Linked DNA regions of Gossypium arboreum: region 2 is linked to region 1. Evidence: chromatin contacts called from public Hi-C data. All regions are on one chromosome and are shown on one strand. The core of a region is the stretch at or near the end of the contact, and the rest is flanking DNA. Distances in the headings are between cores, read along the strand shown. Region 1 holds the start of LOC108480701 (endo-1,4-beta-xylanase 5). Region 2 overlaps LOC108466926 (E3 ubiquitin-protein ligase UPL3-like).

Region 1 (6,757 bases), core at 2,409-4,908:
AGCTTCTTCCATTCCTTGCCCTTAACCTCAACTTGTTCCTTTTATTTTATTATTATTATTATTATTATTATTTTTTGTTGTTGCCAAAAACCTTAACTTTTGCTTGATTGTGACTTTTTGTTTAGGATCTTGTACTTTTAGTTGGTGGATATTGATTTATTGATTGATTCAGGTCGACATCGGTTTATTATTAGTAATATGCAACTTGATACCCTTATTTATTTATTATTTTCCATATACTTTGATTTGATCGATGAGTTCATAACAACAACATGGAAGACATTTTGTCTTTTTACTTTTTTAAAAAAAAAAATGTTTAATTTCGTCAAATGTATGCAAACATCACATACAGGTTTTAAAAAATAAACCACAAGAAAACATTTTATGTAAGAAAAATATTTTCTTTTAAAATTTACTTAACGATGATCTTAACTATCTTTTATTAAATATCTGTTGGAGTACTCTTAGATATGTATGATTTTAGAAATATATAAACTGCTACATCTCTATCATCATTTTAATAAGTATGGTTTGGTTTTTTTCTTTTCTTGAGGGGCAATATTTTGTGCTTTGAGCCGCAAAACTGCATAATTTATTTTTATTAATAAAAAAAAAAACTGGTTTACGTTTTCTTTCTGGTTAAGAAACCTTGATTTGAATCCGCTTGTGGTTTGGTTTTTCAACTTGAGTTGTACACGAAATGCTGTTGCTGTTTGTTTTGCTTGTTACGTAATTTAATAAGTTTCCAACTTTTGGAAGCAAAAAAAAAAAAAAATAATGTTTTGCCCTCAATTAATACTGTGATTAGACAGCTTTTGTTGCTTTAATGGATGTTGGGGTTAAATGCATTTTGATCAATAAATAGATGAAACATGCATCATATTAATGCCTTAATGCTGTCATTGATTAGTTATAACAATAGTATATGTGGTTTAGGTTTCAATGTAAAATCTTAGAATGATTGAAGCTGAGTGTTGGTTGCAAAGTGGGTGAACTAATATTGCAAATGGACAATGTAGATGAGGTCATGGCAGGGTTGGCCAATTTGGATAGCTTGATAGGGACTAGTTTTCACTTGGCTCATAATGATGCCTAATAAGATCTATATTCCATGTGCATTGATTTCAAACAGGAAAGCAGGAACTCCTAGGCCACTTTGGAATGCAGCATCTCAGATCTTGATGGCGGTTGGGCTCCTTCTCATGGCATTGGCATTGCCTGGTTGCCTTTACATTGGTTCAATTGTTGTTGGCATGTGTTACGGAGTCCGTCTAGCAGTGACCGTCCCGGTTGCCTCGGAACTATTCGGTCTCAAATACTACGGTCTGCTCTACAACATTTTAATCCTCAATCTTCCCATAGGTTCTTTCCTCTTTTCTGGCCTGCTTGCTGGCTACCTATATGATGCACAAGCTACTCCAACACCAGGAGGTGGGAATACCTGTGTGGGAGCCCATTGTTACGGCCTCGTGTTTATCGTAATGGCTATGGCCTCCCTTATTGGATTTGGGTTGGATGTTTTGCTGGCAATTAGAACCAAGAACATTTATACCAAGATATTCAACAGTCGGAAACCGAAGAAATCTTTGGCGGCATCCAATGGCCAATGATAGACAATTCTGCAGAAAAGGTAAGGCTGGAATTGTAGGATTGATGAGCTCTTTGCTCAGTGATATCCTGCATACACCATTAGCCATTAGCTGGTTCATCATTTTATAAGGTGATCAGTGATTCTGGAACACCACTAGTACTGTATTAATAGTATGATTGTATGATTTTTCTCTCGAAAGAAAACGTGCAATAGTAATAAATTGTTAGAATTTTGTTCAATTCTTGTTAAGACAGCAACATATGGCATATGCCTTCATTGATCTATTGGTAGGCATGTCATTTGGTTAAATGCATTTACTACGATTATCAAGATATATATTAACGTTCTTGGTTCAAATAATTATAGAACTTACAATCTTGCAACTATTTGGGTTGCCCATGATAAAAAATGGTTCATTTGGCCCAGTCTGGTCTAAGAAAATAAGGAAGGACTCTCTGAAAGTCTTGTTTGTGTTTTTGGGTCACATGAGTCGAGTTTGTCTTCGGTTTCTAATTGATCGACATATTAAAGCCTGTGGGCTACAAAAATATGGTCTTATAGGCCCACATTTTGACATCATCTTGATTTGAAAAATATTTTTTTAATTAGATGTGAGTAAAATTTAATTCGATTCAAAAAATAAAAAAAATTTAATTTCGAGTTAATTGAATCAAGTTATTCGAGTAAGCTCGAATAAGAAATTTAGGATTTCGAGTTCGAGTTGAGTTGAATTCTACAATTCAAATAACTTGAATAATATGAATAACAGATTAGTATAAATACCCTTTTGGTCCCTATCAATTTTGAAAATGAGCAAATTGGTTTCTCTCTTAACATAAATTACAAAAATAAAAATCAAAATAATTTTCAAAATTGAAAATAATTTTTAAATTCAAAATATTTTTAAAAATTCTAAAATCTGTATAATTTTTTAAAAATCTAAAAATATATAGAAAAGTTGAAATTTTAAAATTTTATAAAATAATAATTTTGGAATCTAAGTGATTAATGATTCAAGTTTATCGTACTAAAATATCATATTATTATTATGCTTTAAACAGTTTGCAAATATATATGGTTTCAAATTTATATGCTCTAACAAATAAATAGTTATATTGTAACAACATTTTAATTTACAGTATTAATTTTTCTAATTTAACTCGAACAATTTCACTCGATTCGATCGAAAGTTCACACTTAATTCGAGTTATTCGAAAATCTAAATAAGAAAAGATAAAATTACGTCATTTTAATAAATGTTTACCTTATTTAAAGTTAAAAGTCAAAACTATAAAGTTAAAAGTAAAATTACGTTGTTTTGATAAATATTTACCTAATAGTTTTATTTTCCTTCCCGAATTGTCACACTTTCCCTTTTTCCTTTGTTCATGTAAATATAACATCAAGTATAAGATTTGTTAACTTGACACGATTCAACTCGACTTGAAATTTTTTGACTCGATTAAAAAAAATTCAAATTGAATTCGGTTATTATAATAGTATTCATCAACTCGACTAACTCGAAATTTTTTAACTCGACTCGACTAAATCGAATACTCACCCCTTTCTGGCAGGTTGAAGGCCACTCTACAGTGATACTAGAATTGCAGTGAAAATGAAAATGTCTTTACCTTTTCCTTCAATGCCCAACAGGTTCCACGTCCATGGAGGAACCGAGGGATTGGGCATTCAATGTGATTTGACTTTTAAAGCATGTGAATGCATGGTCCCAATATCATGCACGCTTCACGCGTGCAAGTTCTAGCCATGAATGAAGCACCCCTGGAATCAAACTGGTCTGACAATGGAGGACTAGACTTTAATCTAAAGCAGACTTCACCTATTTCCAACCCATTTCCCATTAATTACTCATCTTCAATCCTTGTACAACTTGTGCTTTGTTTTCCAATCTCCATGATCAAAACAAAAACTAAGCTATCCCCCAAACACTAATTTCGGAATCTCTCAGTATTAGCAACAGTGCTTGGTTACACTGGTCACCTAATCCTCGAACCTCCATTATATAAATTTCTTCTTTTACACTTCTCAAAGCAGCCCAAGTTGGTGGCCAAAAGCAACCCAAGTTCTAATAATATTGGTTAAACGAACATTGTTTCAGTTTGCTGACAAAAACCAGAGTTTGGCACACAACCAAATCTTAGATTAAAAAAACACTTAACTTGGACTCATCACTTAGTTCTTAGCAACAAGCCAACTCTCCATTAAAGCTAAAGTGACTAATATTAAGTAAGGGTGGATAGAAAATAAATAAATTTCCCACTTATATAACGTTGAGTCTAAGCCTGTATAACCATATCTGGACATTTAGCAGCAAAGACGAGTTTATTTAAAGTTCACATCAAATGAAACCCTTAAGTAAAACATGTGAGCAAGGCACGGGTTCTCATAGGCCTTTCACTGTTCCCTTGTGATCCCCACCACAAACCTTAATTAGGTACACTCCCCCTCTTTCTCCTGATATCCGAAATCATTTCATTTTTTTTTTCTGTATGGTATATAATGTAAGCTTCAGCATTAGTTCAATCCAATAGCCGTTTGTTCAAAACAGGAACATGAAACATTTTGGTGGCTTCTGGGCTTTCTTCATTCTTCTTAGTGGTTCCTTGGTTGCTTCATATGGTTCTCTCTCCCTTTCTACATTTGGTTTGACTGTTCAAAACATTCTAATGGGGTTTTCAGAAAACTTAAGTGGGTTCTTTTTCTTTTTATTGCTGCAGATGGGCCTTTATATGATTTTAGTGCTTACACAGAGGTAAAACAGTTTTGAGAATAGATCATTTATCTATTGACTGTATTATGAATATGTAGTCTGAAGTTATTTGATTCACCGCAATGTCCATGACAATTGTTGATGATGTTGTTGGTTGCAGTGTAAAGCACAGCCAGAGGAGCCACTGTACCAAGGAGGGATTCTGAAAGATGAGCCTCCCATTATGAAACCTGCCATTATTGGCAAAACTGCAACTGGTTTTTACACTCCAGCTTTTCTCTTGAAGAATCTCACCCTGGGCAATTTGTACTGTTTCTCCAGTTAAGTTCTCCATCTATATGAATTTCGGATACAAATATTAAAACACAAATACTTCAAAAAAAGAATAAACAAGTTCATCGACATAGGTGAACCCTTAATGCACCTGTTACTGACTTACTGGCATGTCACACTGTATCATCCGTGGCCCAACAAGTGGCAATGTTTAAGGTTTGGATTTGTCACATAAAGTGGCAACCGACATATGCAAATGCTAGATATGGCCCCAGTTCAGGAACATCCCCCTGTTGTAGAGGCAACTGCCTTTTTAACATAGACAAAAACTTCTACTGTGAATATCAGACAAATTGTATTTTGAAACATTACAGGATTGGCTTACTCTGTTTGGTGAAATTACAGCTTGGATCAAAATACAAGGTGCAAATTCAGCTCTCATTAGGGCAAGCTTGAAGACAGAAAACAGAACATATAATTGTATAGGGACTGTTTTGGCTAAGAATGGTTGCTGGTCATTTCTCAAAGGTGGATTTGTTCTTGATTCACCTTCAAATTTAGCTTTACTGCTATTCCAGGTGAACCTATTTTCAAACCAATATATATTTAGGCTTTTATATGTGAAAAAGATTGAGCATTAGGTCATGAATGCTGTCATTGATTTTTGCTTCTAAGAACCTTTTTTTTCTAATGTCCTGGATATGCAGAACTCAGATGATAAAGATATTGATATAACAATAGATAGTTCCTCGTTACAGCCATTTACTGATCAAGAATGGAGGTTCAACCAGCAATTCATGATTAACACTGTAATTACTGTTGACACACTTTGTGAAATGATATTTCAACAATGGTAATGTCCAATATCTTAACAAAATTACTTACTGTCTATTTTTTCCCCAGCAAAGGAAGCGTGCTGTAACAATACATGTCTCAGATCAACAAGGTAATAGGTTGCAAGGAGCAGCAATAACTATAAACCAAGTCTCAAAGGATTTTCCATTTGGTTCTGCAATAGCACACACCATTCTTGGGAATTTGCCCTATCAGGTATGTGTTCATATTCATTTCTTAATACATGTCAGACAATGCTAGCTAATTGATCTTGTTTTCTTTTTGTCTTCCAGAACTGGTTTGTTGAACGATTCAATGCAGCAGTGTTTGAAAATGAACTGAAATGGTATGCAACAGAACCAGATCAAGGGAAGACCAACTACACCTTAGCTGACCAAATGCTGGAGTTTGTTAGAGGCCACCAAATAATAGCCAGAGGCCACAACATATTCTGGGAAGACCCCAAGTACACGCCTGCATGGGTTCGGAACCTTACAGGCCCTGACCTACAATCAGCAGTTAATTCCAGGATACAGAGCTTAATGAGCAAATACAAAGAAGAATTCATACACTGGGATGTCAGTAATGAGATGCTCCACTTTGATTTTTACGAGCAACGACTTGGACCTGATGCAACCTTGCATTTCTACGAGACTGCACATCAATCGGACCCTTTAGCAACCCTGTTCATGAATGAATTTAATGTTGTGGAAACCTGCAGTGATGTTAAATCAACAGTTGACACTTACATTGAAAGGATAAGAGAGCTTGAACGCGGTGGCATGTACATGGATGGAATTGGGTTGGAAAGTCATTTTACAGTGCCAAACCTTCCTCTAATGCGAGCCGTGATAGACAAATTGGCTACCCTCAGACTCCCCATATGGCTAACAGAGGTAGATATTAGCAGTTCGGTTGGTAAAGAATTACAGGGGGTGTACCTAGAACAGGTACTAAGAGAAGGGTTTTCACACCCTTCAGTGAATGGGATAATGCTGTGGACGGCTCTCCATCCAAAAGGGTGTTACGAAATGTGTTTAACTGATGAGAATTTTAAGAATCTCCCAGCGGGTGATGTGGTTGACAAGCTGCTGAAAGAATGGGAAAGCGGGGAGATGAAGGGGGTAACAGATGAGCATGGTTCATACAGCTTTTATGGATTCTTAGGCGAATACAAGGTCAATGTCGGATATGGGGACAGGGCTGCAAATTCTACTTTCTCACTCCCCCGTAGCGATGAGACTAAACACTTCAGCATTCATTTGTAGCACCCATGATTCTTGTATATGGAAATTTTAAATTTGATTTTAAACAGTACTCAAAGAGTA
Region 2 (6,757 bases), core at 1,381-3,880, 610 kb before region 1:
GTTAAGTGCAACTGAAGACTTACTTAGATATCTGCTGCCAGCTGCTTGATGATCTAGTCTGATGAATGAGTTTCAGTCTGTTCATTTTTGCTACTTCTAGTTTCAATACATTAACTCTGTTAATCTTAGTTTGAGGTGATGTGAATATAGTTAGTTATTTCTTTGCTGCTCGTGGATTAGCTTGATTTGTTAATTATTGATTCTCTTGAGTAAATTCAGTTTGGTAAATGGATTCAATCTGCTATGGAATCTACTGTCTTGGATCAGAGTAGCTCTTGAATTATTTTCTATTGCTCTCTATCTGCTCGATAGTTTGTTTCTTTGGAGCTTATTGTTACTCAAGGTACCAAGATTGCTTTAGAAGGGTTCACACGCACTGTGTGTTTGAGATATCAATGAATGATATTCAAGGAGAATGTGTTCATTAGGACCCACTGCTTCATATTTCATGTGGTGCTATATTGGACGATCATGTTTCATCATTTAATTAATGTCACATGTTCGAATATCTAAGGTGGATGAATTTTTAGACCATCTTATATATGGTATGGTCAATGAAAGCAAAAATGCTAATGTTATCAGACGTCTTTACTAGATTTAGTTGGTATTGCTGTGTGTGAAAAGCTAGTATTCTAATAGTCTAGCTTCCATGTTTTTTATTCTAACTCTAACGAACTTAGTTATGTTGGTGAAAAGTTAATTGCTTTATAGATTAGATATGAAAAGCTTATAGCTTAACAGCCTAGCTTTCAAGAAAAGAAATTGAAAGGAAATTATTTAGATTAGCTATAAAAGTCATGGAATTTGATTCGAAGTAAATGTGCAGCAACCGTGAGTTGTAGAATTCAAGGCTTAATCCTACATTAGAGACTATCACTAACATGGATATGATATGACAAGTAAAACATTTCTTTGTTGATTCTTTCCCACTATTTAGCTCTTTGTAACAATGAAAGATGATGGTATTTTGTGTTATTAACATGTAAAAGGGTATCAAAACATGGCTGTTCATTATGTTTTGTCATTGACTTTAAATATTAAGGTTGTTCATTTATATTGGTCTCAGGTACAATCTTATGTATTGAGAATACGGCATGTGAGCTGAACATTTGACGATAGTTCCTATTTCTTTCTTTTGGGGCCAGTACATAGATAAGGGTTCTCTAGGGGCTTTCCTAAAGTTAGATTGTTGTTAATCATTCATTTATTAGATTGTTGTTAATCATTCATTTATCTTCTTTCTATATTGATATTTATAATTTTTATATAATTAAATTTAAATGTAATATTTTATTAAAATAATAACAATTACTTCCATTCTAAATTTATGTTTTGTCTTATTAATCTAAATGATCACACATATTCCCATTGATTTGATGAATTAAAGTAGAATAGTTTATACATATGTGGTTTTTAACATTTTTTCTGTCACAATTTAAATGAAATGAGAATGTGAAATGTAACATTATAATGTTTGTTATATGTAACAAAGTATCGATCAAAATTATTACTTAACTCGTAAACTAACATTTAAATTATGTCATTATTTCTATTTCAGTGTCTAAATTTTTTAATCACATTAACAAGCTATTTATTACTTCTAATATTTTATTTTTATTGTAAAATAATTAAATTATTTGTTTCACTAATGATATTTTAGTAAATTAAATATGTATTGCAATTTAAAATAATAAAGTAGGTTATATATTATTTTTATAATATTATATATTATGATTTTTAATTCATATAATAATTATATTAGAATGTTATTAAATTATATATTATTTTATTAAATTGTATTTAATAAAATTATATTAAAATATGATTAAATTTATTTATATTTTTATTAAAATCTATTTAAAAATAATTTTATTAAAATTTAATAACAATAACAATAACTATTCACCTAAAAATTTTTATCAAGAGTATTTTAATCATTTAAGCATTTTTTCTTATACTATTATAACATCTATTACATTCAACTAAATACAAAAATATTATTATAGATCTATTTCATTTCATTTAATCAAATAATAAAATTACTGATAAAAATTTTAATCTATTATAATTTTATTCTATTACAATTCTATTGGATTGAGGTCGACCAAATGATACCTAAAGGTTTTAGAACATCCATATTAAACACAAAGTTGAACAGCAGTTTTTGGGGAACAGGGCTAATGATGGTTGTGTCGTTCAATGGCACACGTGTTCGAACGATATTGGTTGTGAGATGTCGGAGTGTTTAGGTCATAAAACGTATTATTTTGGGGAGGGTTCTATAAATAGGCCTCGTCTCCAACAATCAAGTAATTTGGCGGCTTCAAAATTTCCCTAGTGTTTTTGTGTCTTCTCAGCAACTGTTCTTCAAATTCTTCAAGTGCCCAACCTTCTTTCGGGCTCTTTCTTCTCTCTTCTTCTCATTCTTGTCCCTAATTCTTGTTAAACTTCATATTTTCAAGATAAGACTTCACCTTTTCTACGTTTGTTTCCCTCTTCTATTTCGTATTTTCCTGTTAATCATGACTGAAAACAATCGTGGAAGGGAGGCCAAAACTTTGAAAGCAACAGGGAAAAGGTAGAGAAAGTCACCAAGAAAGGTGAATGAATTAGTGGTAGGGGGTCCTTCCAGTGTTCCACTACCAAAAAAGAGGCCAAAAGGTTGCTCCGCTGTAGGTTGTTGTTGCAGAAGCGCCATCGTTATGATTTTAGCCTTTTTCTGAGCCTTTTCCTCTCTGTTCTTCTTGTTCTTGTCCCTAATTCTTATTTTTGCTTGTTTTTCTGCTTTGGGCTTAATATTTTCAAGATAAGACTTCGCCTTTTCTACGGTTGTTTCCCTCTTCTATTTCGTATTTTCTTGTTAATCATGACCGAAAACAACCGCGGGAGGGAGGCCAAAACTTCAGAGATAATAGGGAAATGTAGAGAAAGTCACCAATGGAGGTGAAGGAATTAGTGGTGGGGGTCCTTCGAGTGCTCCACTACTAAAATATAGGCCAGAAGGTTGCTCCGTTGTAGGTGGTTGAAAAAGCATCATCGTTAGGATTTTAACCTCTTGAAGGGGTCCTATTCCTTTAGTGAAATCTATGGGCCTAAGTATAGCGGAGGGAGGCCAGTGCTAGAAGTTGGGTTTCACTTGCCTCCCACTCGTTCATCATTGAAGTTCTCTCTTGCTATAAAGTTTCTTCTGGGCAGTTAGTTGGGGCTTCTTGGTGGATCATCATTGGGTTCATCATTCTTTGCCGCAAGTGGGGAATGTGGTCCATGCTAAGGGTATTCCAAAACATGTTCCATTTGGTGGGGTGAACAGCTGCTAACGAGCCGAGGTTGATGTATTTCTCCTGACGCCAAGGCATACCCCAGATAGAGGAAATTTTGTATGGGAGGATCAATAATATGAGTTTAAGCCGTCACAAATACATTCTTATGGAACTTGAGTTCGACAATGAGTCCGAATTACCCATCAAATGGAGCCTACCTCTTTATGAACTTGTGCAACTACAAGTCCCCATTGAAGGGTTACGAAAGGGTTTTGACTTTCGAGGAGCAATTCATAATGATAAATAAAAAGAATATCCTCGTTGTCCCCTAAAACATCACCCTCCAAAAGGTCTTTTAAGTATTGTATGTTCGACAATGACGTGAATGGGTACTAGAATGCGATTTCGGACGGGGCTTCATGAACGACGAGTCATGAAAATCTCATGACCAGTCATGACTTTAACGCTGAGGAAATGATGGCTCTAATTCTCCGCGGACTAATGGAGGAACTGTGAGATTATATTGTAACATTTGCAAGGTGTTCAAAACATAAGTTGAGGATCCCAGAGTTTATACACCATTCCTTACCCATCATCCCTGCGAATGATAGGGAACCATATGTCATTGTGGGGGCAACACAACTGTTGCCAGTGGAAGATCCAGTCAATCTACTGCTTCTCGTAGCCGAGCCCTGGCTCCAGATGAGGAAACATCTTCCTAGGCTCAAGTCGCGACTGATATTTCTTCAGATGAAAGGGGTGGGGAGGAAGAAGCCCCCTATAAATGTCCTCCTGCTAAGCGTCGTTATGGATATGGAGGCTATCCACGCCTACTTTCAATGATAGAAGGAGTGGTTAAATATAGAGAGTTGGATGAGGGACACTATGATCGTGCCCCTAAATCTTTGTTTTATCCTTCCTTATCCTTTATAAATCTTGTTAGTGTTAGCATTGTTTGATTTTTGCTGAATTTGATTATGTTATTCCTTTGCGCAACTACTTCAACCCCTACAAGGGGACAAATTGATTCTAGTCTCTTAGATGTTTATGTTTATGCTAGTGCCACAGACACCACTAGCAGGAAAAGATTGAGGAAACTGTCCAACAAACCATCCAAAAATATTGCAGTACTAAAGGGCGAGGCCAACCAAAGCCTCAGGAATTATACATCTGGGAGCATACTACTCCTCCATCAAGTGCTGTTGAAGTTTCCATAGTGACGAGTGAAGGGCAGTCCAAAGCCTCATTTAGTGTTGTGCCAGAACATCCATTCTGAATGATCAATCTGACACCATATCTAAAACCCCTTTTAGGATTCACATTCTAAGTGAATCGTCGAATGCCTACTACTATTCCTTAGGTATGACACTTGTGCTTTTTTATTGACTTAAAGACTTTTACTCCAACTTCGACATGTAGCAACACAAGAAGCATATCTTAAAAGGCACTCGTGAACAACCTTTCATCTTAAATCATCTGATTGGTTATTCATGACGAGTTACTTGAATACCTCACACTACTTATTTTTGCCCTCTAGCAAACCATCCGCTTACTTTTGCCCTCTAACAGACCATCCGCTTTCAACCACCAGCTCCTGAACCCCAACTATGAATTGTCCATAAAGACCTCTGAACATAACTACCTCATATTATCTCATTAAAAGAATGTCAAAGAAAGATCACATAATGCTCTGATTGACAACAATTGATATATAACAAACTTGTCATCTGGCCAACCACATGAACAAACCGCCATCTATATTGTCGATGACATGACACTGTCAAATAAGAGAAAAATCCCTTATATATACCCCCAACACAGAATTTATGATCTCTCTCCTCTTGTAACTTAAAACCTTTCACTCGCTTGTAATTTATGATCCCTACGACCCTTCACAAGTGAACAACGTCATCACCACCACCTCCTTGTTGAAACACTAACATCAGCAAATTATATAATATTCAAAATATCTGAAATAATCTTTCAAATTTTTTAATAATTATTTGAATATTAGATTTCTTCCCCCCGAATAAAATGTGAATGGTTAACACCCCATCTATTTAATAGGAATTGAATCTCCATATAAAAGTTAAGTGTTAAACCTTTAAAAAAGAAGTGCCTTCTAGACATTTATTTCTTTCGATTTCCTTCCCTCCCAAGCCAATATAAAATAAAAATAAAATTTCATCATTTATTTACTTCCTTCAACAATTTACGCCCATGTAACGATATATATGTAAATATATTATATCTTGCCAGCCAATAAATTGTCAAACCAAAAGAAAAAAGATAACATACACATAAACTTCCTATTTATATACAAAAGTTTTAAGCAGCCGCCTGCCTGAATCAATTCTCCACAAAATCCGCCTTCCAATTTCTTTTCTGCTTCTGCTTGTAAGTCATCTGATCAAAAACATTCATTACGTACACATCTGGAAAATATATATATATATAAAAATTGAAGTAATTCAATTACCCAGAATTTGGAGGGCCTATGGACGCAAATTTTGGATGATCCACCATTAAAGTAGAAACGAAGCTTTGCCAATGCCACTAATTGTATGTAAACATCAGTGAAGAGAAACCATTATTTGAGCAAAATTAATACGCCACTTGGAAATATCAAAAATGATCGCAGCAGGTGAGATAAGTTGACCCCACATTGTGTTGTTCAGAACTATACTACACAATTGTATGTTTTGGTTGCGAACACTCACTCATGATAAATCAAAAGATCCTTGCCCTTCGTTGATTGCATATAGCAATTTCTTATACATAATTTCCTGTTCACACACCACCACTTGGAAATAAGTTCATATAAAAATGTTACCAGGGATAATCATACAAAAATCAATCTAGACTGATTAATAATACCTTGGAAGAATATGGAGGAAGCTTCAAGTAATTAGCACAAGTCATGACACTGGGCAAGTCATCATCTGCTGATTCTGAGGGTCCACTTCCATTGGAAGTAGCAGCAATTGCAGACGACGAATGCTGCAATCAGATTTCAGACAAACCGTCAATACATGCCAAACAAGAACTCAGCTTTATATACAGCTGAATGAAAAATTTACTGTTAAGCTAATAATAATACTGATGATGACTACATTACCCCAAACTCGGAGGTACCAGTGTGTCAAAAGGTGTGACTCAGTTTTTGAAGTTATTTTATATATATAATATAATACTATCCAAATTCCGATGCGTCAAGCACAGGTGTCCATGGGTACTATAGCCAAAATGAAAATTCCAGATAACATAGTATTCATAGTACATAACTCTCTTAAGGTGCAACCTTAAAAATATTGAAGCCAGTTTCACGTAAAGAGACTACTTAAAAACTGACATTAATAAATACATATGTAAATCTTATTTCAATCAGACTTTCATCTTAAAAAAATTCAATGACGAGCAGATAGAACAATTAACAACGTAAAAGAAAAGAAACATTGATATCAACTTTCTCAATCCAGCTCTCATTACCTTTCTAA

What was found. Hi-C and Micro-C count contacts between places; a contact is called where the count stands out from the background.
Region 2: a contact with region 1 is called in a Hi-C map of leaf, with 2.5 times the contacts expected there. The contact joins the enhancer-like site here to the promoter of LOC108480701 in region 1. A contact is called at or near these places in 2 of 5 Hi-C or Micro-C datasets (both in leaf).

Annotation. Positions count from the first base shown.
Region 1 is chr2:101,374,665-101,381,421 of ASM2569848v2, reverse strand. It overlaps LOC108480701 (endo-1,4-beta-xylanase 5), which reads left to right and starts at 3,658. Exons shown (of 8, transcript XM_053025069.1): 1 at 3,658-4,046; 2 at 4,161-4,231; 3 at 4,330-4,364; 4 at 4,483-4,642; 5 at 5,001-5,173; 6 at 5,303-5,404; 7 at 5,499-5,645; 8 at 5,723-6,757. The coding sequence starts at 4,165. The coding sequence ends at 6,697. LOC108480459 (protein NUCLEAR FUSION DEFECTIVE 4-like) reads left to right here. Exons shown (of 2, transcript XM_017783473.2): 2 at 1,133-1,830. The coding sequence ends at 1,610.
Region 2 is chr2:101,982,359-101,989,115 of ASM2569848v2, reverse strand. It overlaps LOC108466926 (E3 ubiquitin-protein ligase UPL3-like), which reads right to left. Exons shown (of 19, transcript XM_017767308.2): 15 at 6,750-6,757; 16 at 6,138-6,260; 17 at 5,981-6,046; 18 at 5,740-5,816; 19 at 5,364-5,651. The coding sequence ends at 5,981. It also overlaps the pseudogene LOC108463968. Among protein-coding and RNA genes, the nearest start is that of LOC108466926, 12 kb to the right of the region's middle. Within about 2 kb of position 2,630, at least 2 of the 2 cell types and tissues checked have an H3K27ac peak or open chromatin away from gene starts, as enhancers often do. A contact at or near this core is called in leaf, where this site is marked.